Linked DNA regions of Anas platyrhynchos: region 2 is linked to region 1. The links are chromatin contacts, called in public Hi-C maps. All regions are on one chromosome and are shown on one strand. Each heading gives the region's core, a stretch centred on a gene start, on an enhancer-like site or on the middle of the called end of the contact. The rest is flanking DNA. Distances are from core to core; before and after follow the strand shown.

Region 1 (4,714 bases), core at 774-3,273:
CATTTCCTCTGCCAGTCAAGAAAAGCTCACAAGAGCCAACAACATTTTTATCAGCTAAGAAGTAATTAAGGCATTATCAACATCTAAGAAACTGCAATTAACTTGTAAGGACAAAACTTCACTTAAGGCAGAGCTATATAGGTCGAAGTTCAGTATGATTTTCACAGATAAGAAGTTCTAAATATAAATTGGTTTATAAGTAATATGGCTTCTTATCATCTTCCTGGGGCAAAACAAACTGTTCTTCTTGAGATCAGCTGTAAATATCCTGGGACACTGAAAACTCATTTAGTGAAATGTCACTTAAACACGCATACAAATATAATCCTCTACCTGAATCTTATATTATGTAAGAACAGTCCTGAGACAAGAATAATGTGACCTACTACTACATTTACCACTGCACATTTTCATGGCATACATTTTGCTAGTCCATAGCTCCTCTATGTGTCAGGAGGGTGTCAAGAAACATTCACAAAACACAGCGACCTACCTGTAAGCCTGAAGTAAAAATATCTTGTAGACGTTAATGAAAACTGTTTTAAGGCTATTGATCTAGAACAGAACAGAAATAGAGCCATGGGAATATTTTTGTGTTACCGTACTATTTGTTCAATAGCAAAAGATGACAGAAATCTAGAGGAAAACATTTTATGCAATACACTTCCATAATGTTTATGATGTACTTAAGCAACAACAGCCTCAGCACAGAGCGCTCAGTTCTGGAAGGTACTGAGACCCCATATGTTAGATGATTCCAAGACTTCCACATTACGTGTATAATCTTTCAAAATCAACTCTTGGGTCAGAACTCAAAGCACTTTAATGGTCTTTATCACTGATGAAAATATTTCCAAACATTCACTTCTATAGTCCCACCTGTAAATCGAGAAACAAGCCATGGCATTTCAGTTTAAGGACTGCAAGCAATTTGTGTTTCATGTTTTTCCCAGCTGTTCTGTTTGAATTGAAGGAAAGACTTGATCTGATAGAAGTACAGGAATAGCTAGAAAAAAAGAGAAAATAATTAGACTCCATAGGCTAACAGACTAAATTAAATTCTGTGAAATGAGGCTCATTTAACTTCTCATCTTACAGAAATTGTCAGGTAATCAATGAGCCAACCGCAAAAGGATGACTATAACAAAATCCAAACTAGAAACAGACTGGACATTGTGGCATTAAGTCTATTATCTAGGGAATTACTTCAGTGAAGAAAAAATTGCCTTGTTATTTAAAATAAAAATCAATTAAGGGTCATGGGTTGTTTGTTAAACTGGTTTGATTTCTAAAAGACGTGGTCTAGCCACACCATTATTACTGACTACAGCAATAACCAGGTAATACTCGGTGATCCAGGAAATACCAGAGTTTAGGCTGGAAGCTGGCTCAGTTTACCTTTGCCCAACAACCTGTGTTCCGCTTACTTATGTTGAGCTTATCAAAACCAAGGAGACCTTTCTAAGAAACAGCTTCAGTATCCTTCCTTTTTGGAAGACTACTGAAGAACTTCACCACTTGGGCAATGAAAAACGTCCTCTTAATTCCTCACTTAAGCATATTCACGGGCTGTTTATATTAAAAACGGTCAACATCATAACAATATTATCATTCAGTTTAAACAGCTCTTTACTACTGTCCATCTTTAAGAAATGTCTAACACCAGCAGTCTGTAAAAATGGTCTATAGAGCTTTTCAGCAGCAAACATTCTCCCATCCTGAGTTTTATGCTGGTTCAGTCAGACTTCCTCGTGTATATACTCAAGGTCGCCAGTTTAAAGACAGGTTACTTCTCTCTTACACTAACATCTGAAATACATCAGAGGAAAAAATGTTCTGGTGCTGAAAGGATTACTTATCCCTCTGGTGTATAAAAATTGGTCACAATCAATCATGTAGTTCATGTAATACTACTATTTTTAGTAAGGTACATAAAATATCAGAAGTCCAGAACACTAAGTGTGCTCGTGCATAATGGTGAAAGAAGCTGAACTGAGGTGATCAAACAGAATTTCTCAGAAACCATGTAGTCACCATACGGTGTATGACTTCTGTCCGCTGGAAAGCTGCATCGCATTCTATGAGGTTACTTTTTACATGCATTCCACCAGGATGGAATGAAGAAAATAACAGGCTGTACAGCAAAATAAAACATTTAGGCTGTTGTATAAGAAACAGAATTGTAAAATTTATTTTGCAGTGAATTCAACTACACTACTCACAACACACTCCCGTATTTCTTGCACTGTGTATAAGACACTGATACTGGAATATACAACTATTTACCTGGAGTAATCGCAGTAAACCTCAAGTGTCTGTGTATCCAATAATAAGCCACACCATGGGATCAAACGACAGTTTGGCAGCTGTTTAAATTCAGAACATTCTGGGATATCGTCAGCAGAAAAATTCACCACTGTCTTTTTGGGGTTTATCAAAAAGCCATACTCAGGAATGCCCATTGCTAGAGTCCTGAAACAAATACAAGCAGTTAGCCTAAGCCCTGACAAAGAAAAAAACAACAAACAAACCCAAAAAAATCTACAAACATATCCCCCCAGCATGATGCAAACAGCCTTGCATGAAAGGACAGGAAGCCAAGAATAAAGAGAAACATGACCAGCTGTGGTGGTTTTACCGTGCTGGGCAGCTAAACCCCACAACCGCTCTCTCACTCCCCCTCCTTTAGATGAGGAGGGGGAGAAGTAAAGCAAAGAACAACTCACGGGTTGAGATAAGGATAATTTAATTAAAGGGAAATAATAATAACAATTAAATAAAGACTACCATGAACTAAACAATTTAACTAAGGGGAAATAAAAAGGGAAAGGGGAAAAGGGAGGGGAAAAGGAAAAATAAAAAGAAGGGAGGAAAACAAACAAACAAAAAAAATGAAAGCTATATGGAAGTGCAGAGGAAAGAAATTACTCTCTACTTCCCACAAATGAGCGATGATTGACCACGGCCTTGAAGCAAGGCCTCAACGCACGCAGCCGGTGTTTGGGAGGAAGACCGACGTTTTCCCAACAAGAGCCCACCCCTCCCCTCTTCTTCCTGTTTCCACCTTTTATTGCTGAGTGTGACACCACATGGTATGGAATATCCCTTTGACTGGTTTAGGTCAGCTGCCCTGGTGATGTTTCTCTCCTCACTTTTTGCCCACCCCCTAGGAGGGTTAGAGAAAGGCCCGATGCTGTGCCACTGCTGCTCAGCAGTAGACACAACACTGGTGTGATAACACTGCTGTTCCAGCTACAAGTACAGAGTACGGCACTGTATGGGCTGCTGCCGGGAAAGTTAACATTCCAGCCAGACCCAGTACACCAGCTCTTTAGGTTAATGAACATAGCTAGAAATATACAAAACTGAAGTTACTGGAGGTAAATAAGTAAATAAAGAGCTTAAGGATATGGGTATAATGGAGAAGAAAAGCTTGTACAGGTTAATGCAAATGAAAAACTTAAGCTGTTAAATATTTGGGACAACCACACTCACAGAAACCATTGACGTTAAAACTACTAGAATAAAGACAGATAAAGAGTTAATTGCTTCTGAAAGTACACAAAACCAAGGAGAATCCAGGTAACTGGAACCTCATCTGATGAAAAAACTTCATCTTTCTCCTCAAGGTTTTGCCCAAGTATCTCTATTGCCAGGAGGCCTGCCGATCACCTGTCATATTTTGGGTCAGCAGTGTCATCTCATGGACAAGCAGCAGTTTGTCTTACTTGGTGATTTATTCATGTGCAGGCTTCATGCTTTTACAAGGGGAGAGGAAGAGACGGACTCTTATTGTTGCGGAGTAGTAGATTTCCCCAGTTCTAACACTACATTAGAAAAACTGCTATTATTTCCTTTGTGGAAGAGAGCTCATAGGACCTGTGAGCAGCTACACGAAGAGGTTCTCTCACAAAAGAGGCTGCTTGTCCAGGGAAAACCAACAAAGTTGCTGCAGGAGCTGACACAGAACAAAGACACTGATAACTTCAAAGGGCAAGGCAGAGAACATCTGCAATGCTAATGTGAGTTGCATTATGTTGAAAAGCTGTTCTAGAGATTAATAGCTTGAGGCATTCCCCGTGTATTAGTTCTATTATTTCCAGGACTGTAGATCCACACATACCTAGAAATTTCCTTTTGTTCTGAAGAGGAACAAAGGACAAATGAAGTGTTCAAAGCACACTGTTTCACTGTTTAATGCTACTAGTGCTTCAAATCGTACTTGATTGATTTCCCCATCGCCTTACAGGTGATCACAAAGCTGCATCCTTCCGACTATGAAAAGCAGGAAGCAACTGACTGCACTGCAGATGCTAAGATTTTCTGAAGTTCCTTCAGTCAGCAGCTAGGTCCAGAATTAAAATCCCAGTAGAAGTCTCCAACCATTTGAACTGCAACAGGTTTTTAGTTAAATCAAAAAAAAAAAAGACCAAAAATATACCTATATGTACAGGCATGTATAAAGGAGATCAATGTGAACGACCCATAAGATGTTAATGCTTATTACTTTAAAGAATGTCATTAATAGCATACCTTAGAAAAGTTCTTGCATGCGTTAAATGTGGTGTAACCAGCAAAAAGTCATCAATGAGACGGATCAGGACTCTGTAATCAAGAAGAAAATGGCATTAAAGTTTTGGATATGTAATCCTTCCAAATCTGTCGTACTCTTCAGAGAAATTATTTGCCCATTTTAATTAATACAAACATAGAG
Region 2 (4,714 bases), core at 1,500-3,999, 61 kb before region 1:
TATCAAAGTAAAATAAACTTCTCCAGAAATTTGGATTAATGCAGCAGAGTGCGATCTGAAATGTGGTTTTGGATCCCGATGCAAATTGCTCGCATGTGAAACTTAACAAAGATAAATTTTCATATCATCTGAACACAACTGTGCATTTATTTCTTATCCTGTTGATTTATCCTCAGTTTGATTCCCAAAGGAGGCTACATTTGTTCCTTCAGTATCAGTTTACACTGTGCCTGAAGAGAAACGTGCTGTTTTAGAATAAATTCTATAAGAAATCTTGATTGTCAAGGATTTATGATCACATAGAGTCATTTCTTTATAGCTGTAAGACAAATTGTTTGGACATTATGTAATCGTGATCTGATTCAGAATCTGATCATAAGATATAGAAATGTCATATATAGATATATCCAGATATAGAAACTCAAGAGTTTCTATATATGACTTTGAAAAACTCTAGAAATGAAGCCTGCAAGTCAGGGAAAATAGAAATATTATGACCTAAACTAGAGGAGGATGTTTGCTTTGCCTGTTTGTCATCTGCCTGCCATTTATTACTATCTCGTTTCCTACAACGTGAGTGTTTGGATTCTCTCCCTCTGTTTCAGGCACAATAATAACCCAGATGAGCCTGAAGCTTGTGGAACCTGCAGTTTCTTGCTATTGACCAAGAAGTCAACGTCCTTCTCTGGAAGTTGAAGAGCTGGGATCTGAGAGTTCTGTATTGTCATTTATAAATGAAAAATGAATTTTCTGTACAAAGGAAGCACAGTAAATGCAATGCTTTGGAACATCAGTAAAGCTGTTGTCTTACAGGAGATATAAACTGAACAAAGAACAAAGTAAATATCTGATGATGATGGCAAACTGTGCTGAAAGCAGAAATGATGGTCCAGAAGAAAGTTACTAATGCAGTTCAAGGATCAGCTTAGGAACAAATCTTTTGTCATTCTTAGACTAATGACCAAAGACAAAAGAAGTAGCATTTTTATGAAACACTCATGATGCAAGCTCAGAGGTATCATTAATGATGAAAAAGTAGATTATTATTCAGGAACTAAGGAAGTAGCTCAATGTACTGGAGTTCCATAAAAAAAAAAATATGCTTTAGGTAACTGAGAAAAAAAAAAGATGGCCTGCTGCAAGCTAAGAAGCACCTGAGGAGAAGAAAAGCTTTGATCCAGTGGTAATCAGGAGACAGCTAATCTGCGGAACTGACGAGGTCAAGACAAAGGTGAGTGATACGACTCGGCAGATTAATAGAGATATTTTAAGTACAGTTAGGGAAGTACTAGTACCTGATTACAAGGCACAGGGAAAATCCATCTGGTCTGCTGTATACAGTTATAGCTTTTTATGTCAAGGGTGAAGTTTTTTTTGGTAACTTGTCTGTTCAAGAGATAATGGAGAGCCTTTTTTTTGCAAGGAAGAAACTAAATCACCTTGCTTTATTTAGCCTGGCAAAACTGGGGCTGAGGCAGTTTAAATGCAGGGATCAGGTCTGCACTGACCTGCAGTTGTCACAAGTACAAATTATTATGAGCTGGTCCTGAATTTAATACAGCTGGATATCATATTTCTTAGAAACAAGAAATAGAAATCAAGCTAGTTTCTTTAAAGAAGAAAGTAGGCATAAGAATTCTGAAGTTCTAGACCAGCTTTGAAATAATAGGGAGTGCAAAAAAAAAATAAAAATCAATTTGAATTGACGTGATAAGATTGCAAAGGGATGTTGTGATGTGTTCACCTGCTTCAGAAGGGGCTGGACATACAAGATCCCTTCTAGTTCTTTATGTTAATCACCCTGTATCATCACAGGTAAGTAGCCTGTAGGGTTTATCTGACAAAATTCTTATGATACACACTGTGTTAGATTTTGTACATAGCATGCAGCAGCAACTACTTACCTTTTGATAACTGTGAGGTACAGACAGCTGTGTTGTTATGATTGTACTGAAAGAATGCGGACACAAATAGTATCTGCGGTATTCGTTAACCTGTGATTCTTATTTCTTTTTGACCCGTGTATCATAGGGTCAGTGAAAAGGTGAAGAGACCTTTGATTCAAGTCCATTTACAAGATGTTATGTTCTTCAGACCTTGTTCTGTAATGATTAGAGGCCTTAGGGTAAGCAGATTATGCTTATGATTGTAAAGGTCAGATTTTATAATCCTTTTCATTCTCCATCCTTTTTGTCAGGACATTTAATAGAATAAGATCTCTTGCAGAGAAGGAAGAACATTTCAGTAATTATCACAAAATATACAATTTTGTAAACCTATACTGTGGGAAGATGAGTGTGATGGAGATTCACAATCAGTTTATCTTCATGATAAGAATTAGCATGAAACCTCTTTGTTAAGCCTGAGGCCAGTGGAATCACTTTATTTCGTATTTGTTAGTGCTATATATGTATTTAAGTAAGTTTAAACATGGGAGTGGTGAGGGGTGTTTCATGACCTTATAGGCGATTACAGTTTATAGCCAAATTATCTCCTGAATTACATTAACTGAAATCAATGCCTTATAGTAGATGAACAGACTGTTCCATAAAACCTTGGCAGATAAAGCATTAATAAGTGTCAGAGCTGACTTGGTCAATCGAATGATTTGCTGACGCTTCTTTTTACCACAAGTCTGCACTTTCAAGTTTAGTGCCAAAGGTTCACTATATATAGCTGAAGACAGCAAATAGATGGTCTCTTTTTGTGCAGGTTTCTAACTAGCTGCCTGCTTCATAAAATCCTCGCAGGGGCAGCTTTTTCAGGCAGGAAACTAAAAACATGGTGAAGTTACAGTTACCCAATCCTGGCCTGGAGGACAGGATACCTTCTCACACAGAACTCGAGGTCCTTGAGAAAGAAGAGGCAGACTCCAGACCAAAATGGGACAACAAGGCTCAGTATATGTTGACGTGTGTAGGGTTTTGTGTGGGCTTAGGAAACGTGTGGCGGTTTCCGTATCTCTGCCAGAGCCATGGAGGAGGTATGTCTTTAATATATCTTAATTAACACCATCTATAACTAGGTTCAATCTCTTTCAGGAACAAATAATAGAATACTTTGGTTAGTACCAGTCAGTTCTTGTAGAGACAGTGATGGTCGTCTCTAGAAGACTGATGGAGAAGGTTATTTTGCAGGTTATGAGATCATGTCGCTGACAGGAGAAAAAGGACTGTTCTTATTGTGGGACCCAATCAGTCTTATGCTGTCATGTAAGCGGTATGTTTTAATTTAAAACTGATGCTACTTTACATACATACATACATACTTACATACATATATAATGTATATTTTTAAATATTAATAAACTACTTGGCAGTATAATTCTGATCATGACCCCAAACGATCTTTTCGTAATAGGGCTTTCAATGTTTTTTGACTGATCTATTTATTGGCTGTACTGTCAGTATACATGTAATTTATGATAACAGGAGTAACAGCACGAAAGTAGTTAACTAATTACTTTAGCTGTCGTATTATTAAGTCGTTTAAAATCCAAATATACACTAATTACCACATAATTTACTGTGACACCTTAGGGTTCAGTTCAGGACTGAGCGAACAGTATAAAAGATTTGCACCAGGAGCTTGTCATGCCTTCATCAGTTTGCTGAAAGTCTGTTCTGCTCACCATCTACTTGTCATCTGCATTTCACTCCAGGATATGCATAAAAAGTCTTTGTTCCTTTGAGGTGTTTGATCTCGAAGGAAAACTTGTGGCTTACATTAAATGTACAAAGAGAAACATTTGAAAATTGTTCTTCCTAGTTAGAGTGGGGACCAAGGAGGGCTCTGTGGGGAGTTACTGGCACTTTAATTACATGTCATTCAGTTGACTCACTTGAAAGAGAAGATACTTTTAATTCTAAGATTTTTCTTCCATGGGCTGGCTTTTAGGGTTTGCAGTGCAAACTGGAGGTCATGTGCAGCACTGCCAGCTCTTGTAACAAAAAAATTACAAGTCAGACAAGAAAAGTCATAACCGCCATTCTATGTATGACAATTTCCATTTGAAAAAGTGAATGGATATCTCCAAAATTCATGGCACTTGTTGCATTTTCAGGTTCTTCTACTTACCTTTAGAAAGTAAACACGCCCTGTTTCCCCATCCTGATTTACAGGCACTCTCCTGCTTTTCCACCTAGCTTTCCTTTCAATCTTGTTCTGGCAGAATGAAATGCAGCTGAAAAAATGAACATCCAGCAAACACAAAGAACTTGGCATACCTCATGATTTTCTGACTAATGTCATTGAAAAGATATGTATTACTTCTGTGTGTGTATCAGTATATACACTATGTTCTAGTTCATCCATTTCTCTCTCATTATTCTGTGGCTTGTCCCTGCTCAGGAACACTAACAAGTTATCTCCTGCTTCTTGCATCCCTAGGACTCTCAGATTTTAGGCAGAAGTTGTGAGGCAGCACGCAGCAAGGAAATGACATAGCTGGCTCCAGGATTAGAGTTACTGTACAGATATTTGTCCATGTAGCTGCTTTCCCTATCAATTCTTCTGCAGAACTCCAAAAGCAGTGACTTATTATCAAAACATAACGGTGGGCATCAATGCCATCTCATGGCTTCTTAGAAAGGACTCCTTATCTTCATCACGATTAAGGAAGGAGAGCTGTTGTGCAATCCCTTCTCCCTCCCTGCTGCACAGTGCTCCTCAGTTTCTTCTGCTGGGTCTAAATCCACCTCACCTCCTGCCACCA

Evidence for each region. A called contact is a pair of places that touch in the nucleus more often than the background predicts.
Region 2: a Hi-C map of F1 follicle shows a contact between it and region 1, with 2.1 times the contacts expected there. The contact joins the promoter of SLC6A19 here to the enhancer-like site in region 1. A contact is called at or near these places in 2 of 8 Hi-C or Micro-C datasets (F1 follicle and F5 follicle).

The regions. Positions count from the first base shown.
Region 1 is chr2:67,334,065-67,338,778 of IASCAAS_PekinDuck_T2T, reverse strand. It overlaps TERT (telomerase reverse transcriptase), which reads right to left. Exons shown (of 17, transcript XR_011807655.1): 10 at 4,534-4,605; 11 at 2,287-2,472; 12 at 880-1,006; 13 at 494-555. Among named protein-coding and RNA genes, the nearest start is that of TERT, 21 kb to the right of the region's middle. Within about 2 kb of position 2,023, at least 2 of the 8 cell types and tissues checked have an H3K27ac peak or open chromatin away from gene starts, as enhancers often do. A contact at or near this core is called in F1 follicle, where this site is marked.
Region 2 is chr2:67,395,460-67,400,173 of IASCAAS_PekinDuck_T2T, reverse strand. It overlaps SLC6A19 (solute carrier family 6 member 19), which reads left to right and starts at 2,749. Exons shown (of 12, transcript NM_001310802.1): 1 at 2,749-2,983. The coding sequence starts at 2,782.